Linked DNA regions of Oryctolagus cuniculus: region 2 is linked to region 1. The links are chromatin contacts, called in public Hi-C maps. All regions are on one chromosome and are shown on one strand. The core of a region is the stretch at or near the end of the contact, and the rest is flanking DNA. Distances in the headings are between cores, read along the strand shown.

Evidence for each region. A called contact is a pair of places that touch in the nucleus more often than the background predicts.
Region 2: a contact with region 1 is called in a Hi-C map of psoas muscle, with 6 times the contacts expected there. The contact joins two enhancer-like sites. A contact is called at or near these places in 2 of 6 Hi-C or Micro-C datasets (psoas muscle and an unstated tissue).

The regions. Positions count from the first base shown.
Region 1 is chr12:74,352,611-74,358,961 of mOryCun1.1, forward strand. No RefSeq gene overlaps it. Among named protein-coding and RNA genes, the nearest start is that of DMXL2, 20 kb to the left of the region's middle. Within about 2 kb of position 2,716, at least 1 of the 8 cell types and tissues checked has an H3K27ac peak or open chromatin away from gene starts, as enhancers often do.
Region 2 is chr12:74,588,243-74,594,593 of mOryCun1.1, forward strand. TMOD3 (tropomodulin 3) reads left to right here. Exons shown (of 11, transcript XM_008268998.4): 8 at 127-234; 9 at 4,683-4,826; 10 at 5,542-5,686. Among named protein-coding and RNA genes, the nearest start is that of TMOD3, 61 kb to the left of the region's middle. Within about 2 kb of position 2,264, at least 1 of the 8 cell types and tissues checked has an H3K27ac peak or open chromatin away from gene starts, as enhancers often do.

The DNA of each region.
Region 1 (6,351 bases), core at 1,466-3,965:
AAAGTTACCAACTATTCTTTCTCTGGAAGGATGCTTTGACTACAAATCCTGTACTTCTTGTATGGGGGGAGGGGATCTTAAAATGTCTTATCTGCAAGGAAATAAAGGTTATAGTTGAGGTAGTGTCTTTCTGTTAACCACCTTACTGTACAAAATAGAGTTGACAACCCACTTCTACTTCTTTCCCCACTCTTTTATTTATTGTTTTTACATATCTGAAACCCAGAAATCCAGCAACTATCACATCACCAAGTGAGATCCATAGGAGGTTGGGTCTTCTGTGGGGAGCAACTCGGACTAGACTAAGTTACTGGAATTAAAACTTATTCTATGCATCTGCTCTCCCACAATATGGCGCTGAGAAGGGAGAAACAGCTTCTACACAGCTGCCTCCAGTTCAACCAATAAACTGTAGGACCTACTCCTGATTGGAGGAGAGCAGCGTACTCGGCGTGTGGGTAGCAGAGTTGGGATTGGTGGAAGAGGACTATAAAGGAGGAGAGAGACAACATGCACCAGGAACATCTAAGGGGAACATCTGAGGGAACACCTGTGCAGCCCCCGAGAGAGCCGGCCGGCGGTGTGCCACTCCCCCGCGGAAGTGGGGAAAGTGGCAGGGGGAACCGCCCTTCCACGGAGGTGGAAGGGTCGGTAGCCAACCCGGGAAGAACCAGCAACAAACCCAGGGAGGGCCGAGCAGACAAAAGAACAGCGCAGGGTCCTGTGTCGTTCCTCCATGAAGACGGGGAGCGACAGTCTTCAATGACCTTGTCTTATTCAATTTTTTTTTTTTTTTTGACAGGCAGAGTGGACAGTGAAAGAGAGAGACAGAGAGAGAAAGGTCTTCCTTTGCCGTTGGATCACCCTCCAATGGCCGCCGCTGCAGCCGGCGCACCGCGCTGATCCGATGGCAGGAGCCAGGATCCAGGTGCTTTTCCTGGTCTCCCATGGGGTGCAGGGCCCAAGCACCTGGGCCATCCTCCACTGCACTCCCTGGCCATAGCAGAGAGCTGGCCTGGAAGAGGGGCAACCGGGACAGAATCTGGCGCCCCAACAGGGACTAGAACCCGGTGTGCCGGCGCCGCAAGGTGGAGGATTAGCCTATTGAGCCACAGCGCCGGCTCTATTATTTTTAAGACCTCTCTGGGCTTGAACCCAGTGGCTTTAATGGGTGTGATGACTACTTCCACGCCCCTCTAAGCAAGATCAGATCTTGCTGGTGCCGCGGCTCACTAGGCTAATCCTCCGCCTTGCGGTGCCGGCACACCGGGTTCTAGTCCTGGTCGGGGCGCCGGATTCTGTCCCAGTTGCCCCTCTTCCAGGCCAGCTCTCTGCTGTGGCCAAGGAGTCCAGTGGAGGATGGCCCAAGTGCTTGGGCCCTACACCCCATGGGAGACCAGGAGAAGCACCTGGCTCCTGCCTTCGGATCAGCGTCGTGCGCCGGCTGCAGCGCACCAGCCGTGGCGGCCATTGGAGGGTAAGCCAACGGCAAAAGGAAGACCTTTCTCTCTGTCTCTCTCACTGTCCACTCTGCCTGTCAAAAAAAAAAAAAAAAAAAAAAAAAAAGATCAGATCTTATCCTGTCCCATGATATTATCCAATAATTGGTTTTTCTTATCAAATCATTTCCCTTATTAAATTCTATCTCCCTAATAGTCTACTTTTCTGTGTTTCAAGACTGAGATGTTAAAGAACCAATGATCTTATGAATAGGACAGAACCTACTTCATGCACATAACATGAAGAATAGAACACAGACTGTCAAAGAGAAGCTGTTTCGCCAGTTACCCACCTTGTAAATGTATATAGTTGATATCTCTGATCTTCAGTGTCTTCTGTGAATAATGAAAATGAAACTACAGTGCTAAAAATGTGATCATATGGACTAAGTATAATAATATGTCTGTATTGAAGATGGAACACACAGGAGTTGCTCAGTAAAAGTAGCCATTATTGCCTATTTACTGCCGTTACCCCTATAAAGGAGTGGGGACTTTTTGATTTTTTTCCATACTGGAGATACACAACAACATTTTGAACAGAAAAATGGACCAATTACAAAAGTAAAGAAAATATGGTGCTGCACAGTAATGTTGGTCACAGAGAGTAGCAACGAGAAAAGTGAAAAGACTTAACAGTGAGTGCACATTTTGCTCTTGCTGAAACTCTTTATTGACCTAATGGATCACGTTCAGGACTTGACCTCCAGTGTGGATTAATGGCACACAAGACACAGGGAGGAGTCACCTGGAGTCAATCTCCACTCTCCTTGCATCTGAAGAGCTCGGACAGACACTGAAGTTGTAATGGACTCCTCTATAGATGGCAGGGCTGGTAGATGCGGAAGCTAACAGAAGCAAAATTCAAAATAACTTAAACAGACTGGAGCACAAAACCAAACCCACAATGTAAATATGGAGAATTAAATATAGGTTCAGAAAACCTCAATCACGAGGCCAGGTTTAGAAGCATCTGGTTTGTCATAACTCCAATTTGAATCTAAAATGCTGTGAAACCTACTGCATTACTAGAAAGAAGCGTGATTCTCTTTTACTCTGCATTGATTCAGGCTGTATCTGAGGACTAGTCTTTAATTCTGGCCACCACAATTCAAGGGAAAGTCTAGTTGGAATGAGTAAATTCGCAGAGAGCTGACTAGCACTAATGTACTCACTCAACATGTGTTTGAGCGTTTACTCTGTGCCAGCACACTCACCCTCGTGGGGGTGTAGCAGCAGAGGGAATGACTCAGGTCCTGCCTCATGGCACTTACAATCCAGCAGAAAATAAGCAAATGAAGAATAATATTCCAACTCTGGTACCATTCAGCGAAGTACAGTACAGCAAGGTACAGGAATTGAGAGGGACAGGAAGGGAAGGGCTTTTGGGAGAGCGTGGCTAGGGAAGACCTCTCCAAACAGCACATTTGAACACAGACCTGCATGATAAGAGGCAGGAGCTGGCCAACTGAGGACAGTATGCCAAATTGGATTTGTCACCTCCTCGTGTATGGCTCAAGAGCTGGAAATGGTTTTACACTTTCACATGGTTGAAAAATTTTTTTTAAAAGAATAAGATTTCATGACTTGTGAATTACACACAACTCAAATTTCAGTTTCAAATAAAGTTTTATTGGAGCACATCCATACCCATCCATTTCTTTGTCATCTACAGGAGTTTTTGCACCATCACAGGAAAGTTGAGTAGCTGCAAGAGAGACCATATAGCCCACCAAACCTAACATTTTTACCACCTGGCCCTTTAAGGAAAATGTCTATTGACCCTTGGTGTAAGGGAGCAAGGGAGCCCCATCAATATCCTGGCAGAGATAATGGCAAGAGCAAAGGCCCTGAGTCAGGTCTGCAGTTGGTTTGTATACAAAGAACTAACTGCACAGAAGCCAGTGTGGTTAGCAGAGAGTAGGGAGTAGACTGGTCAAAAATGAAATCAAAAGAGGAAATTCTGACCAGATCTTCTTGGGGTAAAGATTGTAAAATTTAATTTTTTAAAAAATAAGACTATTTGTTTATTCGGAAAACCGAGAGCTCCCCTCTCCTGGTTTACTCTCTAAATAGCCATGGCAGCCAGGGCCGGGCCAGGGTGAAGCCAAGGGCAGGGAGCTCAGTCTCCGATGGCTGGGAGCTATCACCTGCCCCCTCTCAGGATGCACACTAGCAGGAAGCAAGAATCTGGAGCAGAGCCAAGACTCTCACCCAGGAACTCTGATAGAGGATTCAGGCTTCTTAACCAGCATCTTAACCTCAAGACCAAATATGCACCCTGGACTGTGAATTTGGTGTGAGACAGAAAACCGTTTAAGGGATTGGAAGAGAAATGACTACGATGAATTGCCTGGACAATAGACTGCAGGGCAGGCATTCCTACCCTACATCTCATGAATAGGGGAAAAAATACATCTTCATCTTCTCTAGCTTTAGCTGCAATTTAACATGTACTTCATGTTACAGATACCAACAAATTACAGATACCAACAAAACACAGCAATATTTAAGTGTCCGTGACTTTGTCACCAACGTAAAGCACAAATCTTATAATTGTTGAAAGTATCTCAAAATATCATTTATGAATTGCTTAGCAATTATTAGACATTCTGCTATAACTTGTCATTGAATGTATTAATAAAGAAATAAGTATATAATATCACTTTTTAGACATTATTGACTATGTCATTATAATTAGTTTCCTGTTTATATTACATTTTATGTATTTAAGAATATCCTCTGCATGCTTGACCAGATTTTCAAAGAGACTCAGGGCCCCAGAAAGTCTAGAAATGAAAGCATAGGGAAACATTAGAAGCACTAAATTGGAAGGGCCAACGTTGTGGCGTAGCAGGTTAACCCACTGCTTATGAAGCTGGCATCCCATATTACAGTGCCAGTTCCAGTCCTGACTACTTTGCTTTTGATTCAACTCCTTGCTAATGCTCCCTGGAAGGCTGCAGAGGATGGCCTGAGACATTGGGCCCCTATACCCATCCAGGAGACCAGATGGAGTTCCTGGCTCTTGGCTCCTGGTTCCTGGCTTTGGTCTGGCCCAGACCTGGCTGTTGTGGCCATCTGGAGAGAAAAACCAGCAGATCAAAGATCTCTCTCTCTCTATCTCTGTGTGTGGGTGTACATGCATGTGTGTGTAACTCCATGTTTCAACTAACTAAATAAATAAATCATTGGGGAAAAAAGGGATAAAACTGAAGATGAGAGGACTAGGCAGTTTCCCCATGGCTATATAAAGTGCTCAGCATGGCTGGTGCTGTGGTGCAGCAGGTTACAGGCCCAGCCTTCGGCGCCAGTATCCCATATGGTTCTGGTTCAAGTCCCGGCTGCTCCACTTCCAATCCATTTCTCTGCTATGGCCTGGGAAAGCAGTAGAAGATGGCCCAAGTCCTTGGGCCCCTGCACCCACGCGGGAGACCCGGAAAGAACTGGCTTCTGGCTTCGGATCGGCACAGCTTCGGCCGTTGCAGTCATCTGGGGAGTGAGCCAGCGGATGGAAGACTTCTCCCCTCTCTGGTTCTACCTCCCTCTGTAATTCTGTCTTTCAAATAAATAAAATAAATCTTTTTAAAAAATAAATAAAGTGCCTAGCACATAGTGAGTTCCAAACGTGTTAATTATCATTAATATTTTCACCTACAGCCTTGTAGTCTTTTAGCTGTGTGTGATATATGCTACTTTGTGATGTGCATTTTTCACTCAAAAACATACCATAATCATTCCTTGTCACTGTATATTTTAAAACATGCTTAAAATTTTATTTGAAAGGCAGAGGGACAGAGACAACAAGTCCGAGACCTGCCATCTGCTGGTTCATTCTGCAAATGTCCAGGACAACAAATGCTGGGCCTGGCTGGGGCTGGGCCAGACTGAAGCTGGGAGCCTAGAATTCAGTCAGGGTCTCCCACATGAGTGACAAGGATCTACGTACTTGAACCATCATCTGCTGCCTCTCAGGGAGTGTATTAGCAGAAGCTGGAATCAGAAAAGAGCCCCAACTAGAATCTAGGCACTCCAATATGAGGTGCAGGCATCCCAAACAGCATCTTAAATGCTTTGCCAAATGCCTGTCCCTCCTCTCATTTTTAAATATAATTTTTTGAAAGTTGTATGTAGTTACAGATGTATGTAGTTACAGACAGAAAGAAGGAGAGAGAGAGAAAGGTCTTCCACCTGCTAGTTCACTCTTCAAATGGCCGCAACAGCCAGAGCTAGGCCAATCCAAAGCCAGGGGCCAGGAGCTTCTTCCAGGTCTCCCACGTGGGTGCAGGGGCCCAAAAACTTGGACCATCTGCCACTGCTTTCCCAGGTCATTAGCAGGGAGCTGGATCAGAAGAGAAGCAGCCTGGACTAAAACTGGCACCCAAATAGGATGCCAGAGCTACAGGTGGAGGCTGGTGCCACAGCACCAGCACCTAAATATAATTTTAATGGTTAAGGAATAGTTAATTTTAGAGATATTTACATTCTTGTTTTACTAGCCATGAACAAAACCTACCATGATAAACATCAACAGTAAATCTTCTCAACATCAAGGATAAGTGCTAGAGCATAAATAGATAGGATAGATTCCAAAACTGAAGTTGGGACACATGACTCAGTTGCTGGCTATCCAGTTCTGTGTCTCCAGGAATTCCACTTCAGCTACCCTCTTAGTTAGAAATTTCATCTTTATCTCTTGGGTCACACATACAAAAGCAGATTTCTGAGCTCACCCTCCTGGTTCAACCCACAATCTCCAAGTTTCTTGAGACAAAGGCACACCTATAGTCTATTCTGACTTCCTGTCTAGAAATAAGACAACAGGAAGGACATATTTACATCAAGGGACCAA
Region 2 (6,351 bases), core at 1,014-3,513, 240 kb after region 1:
TAACTGTTGTATACTTATATAATTCTGTGTACATTTGAAAACAAATAAGAACAAATATATTTAAATGATGGGCTAAATTTCCTGAAAACTAAAATGTAATGATGTTTTATATTGTTGTCTTTAAAGAATATCCCAATTCCAACCCTAAAAGATTTTGCAAAGGCTTTGGAAACCAACACACATGTGCAGTGTTTCAGTCTTGCAGCCACACGGAGCAATGACCCCGTTGCTGTTGTAAGTAAGCTACTGTTGACAATACTGAAATTGTGCCTCCATACCAGGGTGTGTTAACTTGGTAGTTAAACTGTGGGGTTTTTTAATTTTGTTTTTTAATATCGGTTTTATTTATTTGAAAGGCAGAATGACAGAGAAGGAGAGACAAAAATAGATTTCCATCCACTGATTCACTCCCCAGATGGCTCCAACGTGCTGAGGCTGGTCCAGGCTGAACAAAGCCAAGAGCCTGGAACTCCATCCTGATTTCCCACGTGGGTGGTGGGGCTCCGACCATCTTTAGTTGCCTTCCCTGGCACACTGGCAGGAAGCTGGATCAGTAGCAGAGCAGCTAGCCCTGGAACTGGCACTCTGTTTGGGATTCAGTATCACAGGCAGTGGCTTAACTTACTCTACCCACAATGCCACCCCCTCTAAGTTGTGATTTTATGAACAATATTCACTCCCCACTATCATTTACTGCCCTTTTTTGTTTATTTTTCCCTGTATTTCCTTCTTGTGAATTTTTAAAATGGGTATAACTGAGTTTTCCAAAACAAATTAATGTAATTATACGCTGTTTACTGTTCTGCAACTTGATTTTTTCTTAATGATATGTCTTAGAGATCTTTCATGTCAGCACATGGAGCTCTACATTCTTTTTTTTTTTTTTTAAGATTTATTTATTTCTTCGAAAGTCAGAGTTACACAAAGAGAGGAGAGGCAGAGAGAGAAAGAGAGAGAGAGAGAGAGAGGTCTTCCATCCAATGGTTCACTTCCCAGATGGCCACAACGGCCGGAGCTGTGCTGATCAGGAGCCAAGAGCTTCCCCCGGGTCTCCCATGTGGGTGCAGGGGCCCAAGGACTTGGGCCATCTTCCACTGCTTTCCCAGGCCATAGCAGAGAGCTGGACTGGAAGTAGAGCAGCCGGGTCTCGAACCAGCACCCGTATGGAATGCCGATGCTTCAGGCCAAGGCATTAACCAGCTGCACCACAGCGCCAGCCCTGAGATCTACATTCTTTTAGCATCTGCAGAGGAGTAATCCTGTTTATGAATCTGTAGTATTAGATTTTCGTCAAATGCTTTTCAACATCTATTGAAATGGTCATGTGTTTTCCCCCCTTCATTCTATTAATATGATCTTTGTATATTAAAGCATCCTTATATTCTTAGACTAAATCCCACTTAATCATATGAATCTTTTCCCTCACTCGGCTATGAATTTCCTTAGGTTTTCCTCCTACCTCATTGGACAGCTTTTCTCAGGTCCCTGTGCTGTTTCCTCCTTATCTCTACAATTTCCTGACATTAGAATGGCCTGAGGGGACTGGCGCTATGGCATAGTGGGTAAAGCTGCTGCCTACAGTGCCAGCATCCCATGTGGGCGCCAGTTCAAGTCTAAGCTGCTCAACTTCTGATCCCACTCTCTACTATGGCCTGAGAAAGCAGTTGAAGATGGCCCAAGTCCTTGGGCCCCCGCACCCACGTGGGAGGCCCTGAAAGGCTCCTGGCTCTTTGCTCCTGGCTTCGGATTGGCACAGCTCCAGCCGTTGCGGCCATCTGGGGAGTGAACCAGCAGATGGAAGACCTCTCTGTTTTTCTCTCTCTGCCTCTCCTCTTCCTCTCTCTATGCAACTCTTTCAAGGAAATAAATAAATCTTTAAAGAAAAAAAAAAAAAAAGAATGTGCTGGGCTTTTCTCTGTGTACACTTACTTCCTGGCTGACCTCATTCTGTTCCATTACTGTATTCTTGTATTATCTGCAAATACTGATGACTGGTGTTATTATCTCCAGTGTGTACATCCCTCCTAAACTCCGTAGTCATGTCCACCTCTCGATAGCTTTTTTTGGGTACCTGATAGACCTCGCGCATCAAGCTCCTGACTTCTGTCCTGTTCCTGCTTCTCTCATATTCTTTTCTAGCTCACTAAATGGCAAAGCCCGTCTTACTGCTCAGGCAGAAAAAGGCTGGGGCTGGGTTGCGGAGGATGTCGGTGAGCTGTTTAACCTCGCAGTTCAGGTTCCTATAACCCATATCAGAGTACTTGGATTTGCTATTTAGCTCTGGCTCCTGGTTTCAGCTTCATGCTGAAGCACATCTTGGGAGGCATTGGTGATGTCTCAGCTGACTGAGTTATTGCCATCCACGTGGGAGACCTGGACTGAGTTCCTGGCTTCTGCCCAGCCCAGCTTGGTCATTGGGGTTATTTAGGGAATGAACCAGTGGGTAGGAGCTGTCACCCTCCCTCTGTCTCTAACTAAAGTTAAATATATATTTTTAGAGGACCCATCCTTGACTTTCCTTTCTCAGAAGCTTAAACATATATTCAGCTCAGTCTCTAAAATACTCCTAGAATCCAACCAGTGTCCACCATTTTCACAACTGCCCACTGGACCTGCACCACCGTCTTCTCTGGCCTTACCACCGTACCACAAGAGCCTCCTAGTGAGCTGTCCTCTTCTGTTACACCCACTCTGCAGCAAATTCTCCACACAGCATCAGCAGTAATTATTTTGAAATTTAGACTAATAAATCACATCATCCTGAGAACCCTCCAGCAGCTTCCTATCTCACTAAGAGTAAAAAAGATCTTTCAATGGCCTTAGAAGGCCTTATGTGAGCGAAAGTCACCTCCTTTACTTGGCCTGTCATTGTACTCCAGCCACACTGCTGTCTTGGTCTTCCTCAAATGGCCTTGCAACATTACATTTTGCTTGCTTGTTTGTTGCTGTGTCCCCTCTCAGAATATAAGTTTCATCAGGTAAGGATCTGTCTATTTTATTTCCGAGTCTCTGGAATAGTCCTTATTGAATCCTCAGTAATATTTAATCAATGTATGTGCAGATGGATAAGGGATTTGTTCCAGGCCACATGGCTAGTTGTTCACAGTTGAAATTACAGGTGATTAGGGGTGGGTGTTGTGACACAGTGGGTTAAGCTGCTGTTTGACATACCCATCTCCTGTATCAGAGTGCCTGGGATAGAGTTCTGCTTCTGCTTCCCAATATAGCTTTCTGATAATGCACACCCTGGGAGGAAGCAATGATGACCCATATACTTGGGTTCCAGTCACTCACACAGGAGACCCAGATGGAGTTCCTGACTCCTAGCTTCAGCCTAGCCTGGCTCTGACTATTACAGGCATTTGTGGATTGAACCAAAGGGTGGAAGATTTTCTGTCTGTCTCTGTCTCTCCCTCTCACACTGCCTATCAAACAAATAAATAAATGAATAAAATTTTATTTTCAAGTACACTTGTGTACATACCTGCATTCCTCCTACTCCCATCTTTAACTTGACTTTAGGCTTGATCTTATGCATATTTTCTGGAAGTTAATACCTTGCTTCTGATCCCTCAAAAGGGCTGTTTTATATAAACTCAAACTCAGTCTTCCCTTCTTTCTCTCCCTCCCCCTCTCTTTGCCTCTCTGTTTTTCCTACTCTCCCCTCCCTTTCCCTCTTCTCTCTTGGTGGTATCTGTTAATTAATTAATATAATGTTCATTAATTACTGATTCAAATGCCTAGCCCTGTACCATATCTGGAGGAAACATACTGGAAGCAGACTGAAGTCATGCCGTCCCTTGGTTTATTTCATATTTAGTTAGTTGCCTCTTCTCCATAGTCCTTCTATTCTGGTTCTGGTTATCTGTGGCCTTTTCTGACCTTCAGGCTTGGGCATTCCTTTTGGTCCCTGCTCTGGAAATCAGTCCATAAGTTAGACTCATTTTGACTTCACAGAAACCCAGTTGCAGCAGAACTCAAATAAGAAAAAAATGTTCCAGAGACATTGATGAAGTTAGTCCTACTAACTGAAAGTGAGAGCTGTAGGAGAAAGAGGCATGAAGTAGGGTATGAATGAACATATGTGAATAGAGGTGGATGTTACAGTGCAGTGGGTTAAGTCGTCCTTGTGGTGATGCTGGCTGGCATCCCATATTGAAATGCTGGTTTGAGTCCCAGCTCCTCCACTTCTGATCCAGCTCCCTGCTAATGCATCTGGGAAGCACCAGATGAGGGTTCAAGTGCTTTAGTCCCTGCCACTCACAAGGGAGACCTGGATAGAGCTCCAGGCTTCAACCTGGACCAGCCTTTCAGCCATTTGGAGAGTGAGCCAGTAAATAGAAGCGCGCGCTCTCTCTCTCGCTCTCTCTTCCCTCTCTCGGTGTGTGGGTGTCACCTTCACCCTACCTTTCAAATAGTTAATAATTTTTGGAAAAAAAAAAAAACCAGCATGAGTGGGAGTAGAGAATGTCACCATCAGAGCATTACACCTCTAAAGATTGGGACAGGGTACACAGGAAGAGTAGACCTGTGAAACCAAGGTGGTGGTGTGTGATGCTGTAACAGACTTATGAGAAACTTCTGGTAATTACTCTTTTTGTTTATGATATATGATTTTTGTTTACAATATATGATAGGCACTACCAAAATTTTAATCTAGAAATATTTTCTTCAATTTCTAGGCTTTTGCAGAAATGCTGACGGTGAACAAAACTTTGAAGAGCTTAAATATGGAGTCCAACTTTATTACAGGAACTGGCATTCTGGCACTGATTGATGCTTTAAAAGATAATGAAACCCTGTCAGAGCTCAAGATTGACAATCAGGTCAGTGCTATGCAGTAGTCGATGTGTGAGACCACTGTGTAGGGCGTGGAGGAAAGCTGTCAAGGAGCCCTTTGGGAAGGTAGGGGCTGAAAGATTAGAGGACATTTGGTGTATGTAGAATATTAATGAATTGAGATCACATGATGTGTGGTCCTTGGTATCTGGCTTCTTTCCCCAGAATAATGCTCTGGAGGCTCATTGATGCTGTGGCATGTATCAGGCCTTTGTTGCTTTCTGTGGCCGCAAAATACTCCATTACATTTGGGGTAGTTCTGCTTCTTGACTGTCAGGAATAATGAAGCTATGGACATTTCATGTACATCTATTTCCATTTCTTAGCATTTATGTAGGAATGGAACTACAGTGTCATGGTAAGTCTGTTTAACTTTTTGAACTGTCACCAAATGATTTTTTACAACCAATGCACCATTTTATATTCCTACCAGCAGTTTATCAGTCCTGATTTTCCATGTTCTTGCCAACATTTAATATTGTCCAACTTTTTGATTGTATTCACCCTGGTATGAAATGAAACACTTTTTGGTGTCTATATGATAGTATACTGAAACAAAATTTTGTTTCTTATATATTTTGTAGAAATTGGGAGAATTCAAAAGAGACCATCAGCATGTGCCTGAATGTCTAAATTTTGATTTACCTTGAAAATGTGTTGATCTATTTCATTAATATTATTTTTTATTTCTAATTATTTCAGAGGCAGCAGTTGGGGACAGCTGTAGAATTGGAAATGGCCAAGATGCTAGAGGAAAATACAAATATTCTAAAGTTTGGCTATCAGTTTACACAGCAGGGACCCCGAACCAGGGCGGCTAATGCTATTACAAAAAACAATGACTTAGGTAAGAGATACACAATGTCAAATTGGGTGTCTGGATTATGTTATGCTAATATAGTGGGGAACTTTTTTTACTTTTCAAAGTAAATTTTAGCAGAAATTGGTTGGCCCTTATTTCGAAAACTTGCACTGCTCTTTTTATGCTGATTCATATTTAAGGTTGATTGTGGATGTGGTCGTCGTCATAATAAAATGAGCTTCTTGTAACAAATGTTACACAGCTTTCAGTGAAGTTTTCTACAAGCAACCACTTTGTTCTCAGTTAAAAATCAAGTCTTGGGGCCAACACTGTGGCATAGAAGGTTAAGCCTCTGCTTCTGGTGCCAGCATCCCACATAAGCTCCTGTTCAAGTCCCAGCTGCTCCACTTCCAATCTAGCTTCCTGTTAATGTGCCTGGGAATGCAGTGGAAGATGGCCCAAGTCCTTGGGCCCCTGAATCCATATGAGAGATCCAGAAGAAGCTCCTGGCTCCTAGGTTGGGCCTAGCCCAGCCCTGGCTGTGGCAGCCATTTGGGGAGTAAACCAGCAGATGGAAGATACCTCTTTCTCTCTCTCTATCGCTCCATTTCAAATAAATAAATAAATCATTTTTTAAAAAATCAGATCTTGTAGCTATTAAAACAAAAATTTCAACGTAAAGCTTTTTGCCCTTTTCATCAAAAAGTGCA